Linked DNA regions of Sus scrofa: region 2 is linked to region 1. The links are chromatin contacts, called in public Hi-C maps. All regions are on one chromosome and are shown on one strand. Each heading gives the region's core, a stretch centred on a gene start, on an enhancer-like site or on the middle of the called end of the contact. The rest is flanking DNA. Distances are from core to core; before and after follow the strand shown. Region 1 holds the start of EFCAB7 (EF-hand calcium-binding domain-containing protein 7). Region 2 holds the start of ALG6 (dolichyl pyrophosphate Man9GlcNAc2 alpha-1,3-glucosyltransferase).

Region 1 (3,064 bases), core at 18-2,517:
CTTTACAATGTATAGCAGAACAGCAGCGTAGTTCAGGAAATATCACTACTTTTAAGCAAACACACACCAATTTCATCATATTCCTATTTGGCAGGGATTTTTGATACATTATCCTTGCAGCTTTGTATAAGAGCTAACTAGGTTATTTTTCTAGTGCAAAAGGAGGGAGACAAGTCTTTTTGCTTAATTCTGGGAAAAGGAAAACCGCTTCAAGAATCCGTAACTTTTTCCTTTTTTTTTTTTTTCTTTTTAGTGCCACACCCACAGCATATGGAGGTTCCCAGGCTAGGGGTCGAATTGGAGCTGCAGTTGCCAGCCTCTACCACAGCCACAGCAACGCAGGATCTGAGCGGTGTCTGCCACCTACACCACAGCTCAGGACAATACCGGATCCTTAGTCCACTGAGCAAGGCCAGGGATTGAACCTGCGTCCTCAAGGATGCTAATCAGATTCATTCTGCTGAGCCACAATAGGAACTCCAATAATCCATAACTTTTAAAGGTATAAGTGAAACACCTTTTTTTTTTTTCCTTTTAGGGCTGTACTCACAGCATATGGAAGTTCCCAGGCTAGGGGTTGAATTGGAGCTGCAGTTGCCAGCCTACTCGACAGGATAGGATCTGCCTGCCTATGCCACATCTGAGCTGTGCCTGCAGTCTACACCACAGCTCACAGGCAACTCTGGATCCTTAACCCACTGAATGAGGCCAGGGATTGAATCTAAATCCTCATGGTTACTAGTCAGATTTATTACCACTGAGCCACAAAGGGAACTCATGAAACATGTATTTATTGATACCTGTGTGTAGGATATTTTATTAGATGCTGAGTTTCCTCATCTGGAAAGTAGAGGAGCACCAACCTTCTAAGGAGGTAACAGGAGCTCCTACCTTCCAAGGTCTGTTTTTAGGATTCAATGAGAAAATGTAGGTAACGTGCTAAACATCTTAACCAAATCATAATTTAATATTAAATAGATAGGTTATTATTTCTGCAAATATTTCCACTTCCATGTCAAGCCCTGTTTGATAGAGATGTCTTTCCCTCCACCCTTTGTTACTTGGTATTTACCCAAACCTGAAAATAACAGAGAAATAAGTTATTCTGAAAGTGCACAGGCGCAGGTTCCTAAACGACCCTGGTGACAAAAGGCAGCCAGAGAATCTTATGTGTTATATATTATCCGCCTCCACTCCAAAGAAAAAGTTCTTTACTGACCTTCAACCTTCAAAAAAAAAAAAAAAAAAAAAAAAAGGAAAGAAAGAAAAGAAAGAAAGAGTTTCAATAGGGGAGTGATAAGCAAGAAAACTGAAGCCTGGAAATGACAAGTGACTTGTCCAACATTGGACAGCTTTTTCCAGAATTGTTTAGCTTCTTCAGTTGAGAGCTGGAATTCTGGTCTCTTGGGACTCAGTCCTTGAGTTCTGCCACAAGTTTACATGAACTCACCACACCAATCAAGGCATTTAAGTGCTTTTTTTTTTTTTGGTCTTTTCAGGGCCGCACTGGAGCCATATGGAGGTTCCCAGGCTAGGGGTCTAATCGCAGCTGTAGCCTCTGGATTACACCACAGCCAGAGCAACGCCGGTTCCTTAACCCACTGAGCAAGGCCAGGGGTCGAACCCCAAACCTCATGGTTCCTAGTTGGATTTGCTTCCGCTGGGCCACGACGGGAATTCCGGCATTTAAGTGCTTTATTAAATCATCCGGCGTGTTTCAATCTACTGTCTTATTCTCGTTATGTCAACCATTTTTGGAATCACTTCAAGCAATACGTCACCAAGTATAGCTCACAGCATATAAAATCTGTCAAAAGCCTTGGAAAATCAGAATTAAAGTCGACAAATAGTCCGGATAAGTATGGCTGGAAGAGAAACACAGGTGGGTTCGGGGAACGAAAAGACGAGGAACTGTCGGCAGGAAAATTTACACTCCCCAAAGCAGGGAAAAGGTCAATGGGCCACGTAATATCTACTCTTCTTGCCCACTGAGAGGCCCAACACACAGCGACATCTGGGGAGGAGATACCTAAGGCATTCTGACATTCAGGGACGCACCCCCGCTGCTGGGTTAAACAGCCCAGCAATCTCCTCGGAAAGCACACAGGAAACGCCGAAGTCCGAAAAGCGGCAGCGGACCGGAGCTCGACCCTGTGCCACACTCAATGCCGCCTGCCGGAAACGGTCTCCCTGCGACAAGAGGTCCCAGGGTATGCCGGGAAGCGGCGAGAAGAGTCTTCGGGTAGGACCACACCTGGTCCCTGCCAGGGCAACGCAGTACCCTCTCTCACGACCTGACCAAAACGGCCCCCTAAGGAAGAGAGACAGAGCCACCTCTGTTCCCTCTGGAGTAACGGTCCCTTGATTTCTAGCCGGACTGTTTTGGGAGGTGCCCCGGATCTTGTTTCCGGTGGCAGAGAGGCGCAGTTGCCATGGTAATTAAAGGACAGCAGAGAACCTTTTTGCTGCGGTGAGATGATCGCGGAGTTGGTGAGAAGTGGCTGCGTTTCCTCGTTTGTGACCCGCAATTAGGTAGCCAGCAGTTCGCTGTCTCTGCCCCTTCGCCTGCTCCGCCCCTCACCGTTCGGCTTCCTTTTCTCCACCTGTTTCTTTTACTTCTCTGTAATACTTAGGCTTGCTCCATGTCTGTTCTTAAAATATACATATAAGTGCAGTTTTATGCCCAGAGGAATATAAAAATAGAGCGATGTTGCCCGAGATGGGTTGTGAACGTATTTCACTGTGTAGAGACGGAGACTGGATGGCTCTCTGTTTTCTCTCGGCCCTTTAGAAGCCTTAGGCGCTTGTTAACAGTTTATTTTTCTTGCTATTGTGTGACTGGTTATTTATGGAGCCGTTTGCGGCAGTATACTCTCTAGGCCCCTGTCTTGGTCTCAGGCTGGAGTTTTAAATGCAGGAGGTTTCCAAGCCCGAGGGGTGCAATTATATATTTATTTAAGCTTCAGTTTAGTCTCTCTTACAGAGAGGAGGGGGGAAAAAAAAAGAATTCTGGAACATATCTGCCGTGGGATTTACACTTGAGGGAGTTCCCTTATTTGGAACG
Region 2 (3,123 bases), core at 538-3,037, 110 kb before region 1:
GTTCATAACTCTATCTTCAGCCCCAACTTCTTTTCTGGGCTCTGATTCATATCTGGTACTTGAATATTAACTACTTTGTTGTCTTGATGTCACCTTGAATTTAATACAATACATCTTATTTCTCTTCAAGCCATCTTCTCCTCCAGGCTTCCCTATATCTTGGTTCTTCTGCTCATTCAGACTTGAAGCCATGCTTCACTTTCTCTTCCCCTTTGTTTCACTTCTACACATCTATTTTGCGACTAATGTACCAAGACTTGTATATTCTTCCACTTGCCCTGATCTCTTCCTTTCCAGTCCCACTATTGCCATCTCAGTCCAGGCCCATGCATGGACTACCATAATGATTTCTGCCTCTCCCTCTGATTTATCTTATCCATTACCACTATTTAAATTTTCTAACACTTTACTGTACACTTGCTAAAAGTCATTATGCACTAAGTCATTCAATGGCCTCTTAGTGATCACTGAATAAATTCTGAACACCACAACCTGGTATTCCAAACTCTCCACAATTAGTCCTTTCCAGCTTCTTCACCCACCATCTAAACTAGAGGAAATGTTTAGCACTTTCCAACTGCCACAACTCTGGCTTGAAACACTTCCTTTGTCTGCAGTCCTACTCCCATTTTCCTGGCTTATGTAAGCCAGGCTTTCCTTCAAAGCTCATGTGATTTCTCCAGGGAAAGCATTTCCTGATAGTTTTTGGTTTACAGTGAACCCTCTTCTTTGAACTCCTACAGGACTTAGTGCATATACCAGTAATCTGACGTTCAGCATCTGTTTCGTTCTATCCTTTTCTCCATGAAAATGTCTTTCCAATGAGAATGAAATCTGTTGAGAACAGGGGCTTGGCCATAGTTTTCCATATTTCCAGGGCCAGCGTAGTATAAAATTTTAGATTTGGAAGTTTACCTAGCCCACTCATTCATTTCACAGATGAAGAAACCAAGATCCAGAGAGTTGTTCAGATCCACTTAGAATAAAGCCATAGTCATGGCCAAACATTTGCTGATATCTATGAATTATAAATTAGAGGGATTGATTTATACAGGATTCAGAAGGGGGAGGGGAGGTTAGGGCATTCTCTCACTAGAAGGGAATGTGGTGTTTTTGTTTGTTTTGTTTTGTTTTTGGCCGCACTCGTGGCATGTAGAAGTTCCCAGGCCAGGGATCAAACCTGTGCAGCAGTTAGGACCTGCGCCATAGCTGTGGAAACGCCAGATCCTTAACCCGCTGTTCCACATGGGAACTTCCGGGAATGCGGTTATTACCTGCAAGTTTGGGGACAGGTGATTCAAGCTGCCTGATGCAGAACGTGTGATGCACTGGAGAGCAGGCAGGGCTGTTCTTCTGCATCACTTACAGGCTCCGGAGAATGCTTGGACGTTCAATACCATTTCTCTTATGAAGCGACTTCTCAGCTTAATACCTTCTTCGCAGGCATGTAGCTTGAAGATAGTGAAGCAGGTTGGCTTTCTGGCACCTCGAGGGCACTGGCCCAGAGGACGATCTCCCACTCATTGGTGCGGACTAGCCAAGGGCTGTCCACTCTATGAAGCGAGCCAAGACGCGCCCCTGACAGGAATCCGTGGACTAAGCAGCCGCTCCGGCCTTGGCCGCGATCCCAGGAAAGAAGAGCAAGGGGCTTTCCACCTGCCCCAAGCCTCACCCGGGCCGCCAGGCCTCTCGGGTTCCAGCCGCTGCAGTACCGCCTCCGAAGCTGCCTACTTCCTCACCACGCCTTTTCCCCGCCCCTCCCCTCACGCTCGACGGGCTCGCTCCCGCGGCGGGCGCGCGGGCGGCGCGCGAGCACGCGGACGCAGAAGGAAGGCCAACAGGGCACTCCGCCGCGGGGGCGAGCGCGCAGGCGCCTTCCCACCCGCTGCGGCGCGAATTCCCAGGTTCAGCGCTCTGCAGGGTAAGAGGTCGGTTCTTGGGGCTCTGGAGCGCCGGGTCGAGGTTCGGAGGGTCTGGGGGCTGGCCAGCGGATTATTGGCCCCATTCCACTCAGAGAACGGCGCGCTAGGCCTCCCCAGCCCAGCCCGCAGGCTCGCATGGGGGTCAGGTGAGGGACGTGGTGACGGTGGTGCGACCCTGGACTGGAGCGGCTTGGCAGCCTCGTTCCTAGGGTCCCTGAGGGTGGGGCCCGCCGGGGAAGGGGAGAGCGCCATCCGGAAGGGTCCCTTTGGCGACACCTGCTCCCCTGGAGTAGCTGCACTCCCTGGGTGTGGTGTCCACCCTGAGGGAAGGACCTTTCAGACTAAAAGGAACAAATTCGGCCCTGGGAGGTGGACGGCCGACTTTTCTGTCTGGACTCCCCCTCGGGGCAAAGTAGGACTGAAAACTCTTCTGTCGCCTGCGTGGCAATTCCGTGGTTCGAGAATGGGTTAGGAAGTTTAAAAAAAAAAGTATTTTGCTTTACATAAGGGAAACGTAATAAAGTACCCTTTTTACGGTTCAAGGATAGGAGATTGCCTAAAAGCCTCAATAGTATCTTTAACCACAAAGGACTCACGAAGATTTCCATTCAGCATGTATTTTTGGGTACCTGCTTTCTGCCAACTTTGTTCTAAGCCCCTGCAACGACTAAGATAGGAGGATCCCTGCTTACCTGGAGCTTATATTCCAGTTGACAAATAAATGTAATTTCCTTTATACTTTTCCTTTTGGAATTTAACATATATACAAGAAGATACAGTATACAAGAAGATACAGTACACAAATCATAAGTTCTAAATAGTCGATGTATTATTGAGTAAACACATCTTTTAACCACCGTTCAAATCAGGAGCCAAAATTCACGCATCTTCTCCGAAGACCTTTCTGGAGAACACTCCCAATCATCATCCCGTATCTTCCCCAAAGTTTATCTCTTTCTTGATTTCTAACACCATAGATTAGTTTTGTCTATTTATGAGCCTTTTGTAAATGGAACCATATAATATGTTCTTTAGTGTCTAGCTGGTTGTTGGTTTTTGTTTTGGTTTTTTTTCTTTGGCTTTTTAGGGCATATGGAAGTTTCCAGGCTAGGGGTCCAATTGGAGCTGCAGCTTCCAGCCTACACCACAGCCACAGCCACTCAGGATCCTAGTGGTGTCTGTGGCCTACCCCAGGGCAATG

What was found. Hi-C and Micro-C count contacts between places; a contact is called where the count stands out from the background.
Region 2: a contact with region 1 is called in a Hi-C map of liver, with 5 times the contacts expected there. The contact joins the promoter of ALG6 here to the promoter of EFCAB7 in region 1. A contact is called at or near these places in 1 of 5 promoter capture datasets (liver), 3 of 47 Hi-C or Micro-C datasets (heart right ventricle, liver and psoas muscle) and 1 of 2 datasets of contacts at active chromatin or transcription factors (alveolar macrophages).

The regions. Positions count from the first base shown.
Region 1 is chr6:148,995,993-148,999,056 of Sscrofa11.1, reverse strand. EFCAB7 (EF-hand calcium-binding domain-containing protein 7) reads left to right here and starts at 1,267. Exons shown (of 14, transcript XM_013988883.2): 1 at 1,267-2,490. The coding sequence starts at 2,476.
Region 2 is chr6:149,111,370-149,114,492 of Sscrofa11.1, reverse strand. It overlaps ALG6 (dolichyl pyrophosphate Man9GlcNAc2 alpha-1,3-glucosyltransferase), which reads left to right and starts at 1,787. Exons shown (of 18, transcript XR_002345161.1): 1 at 1,787-1,921.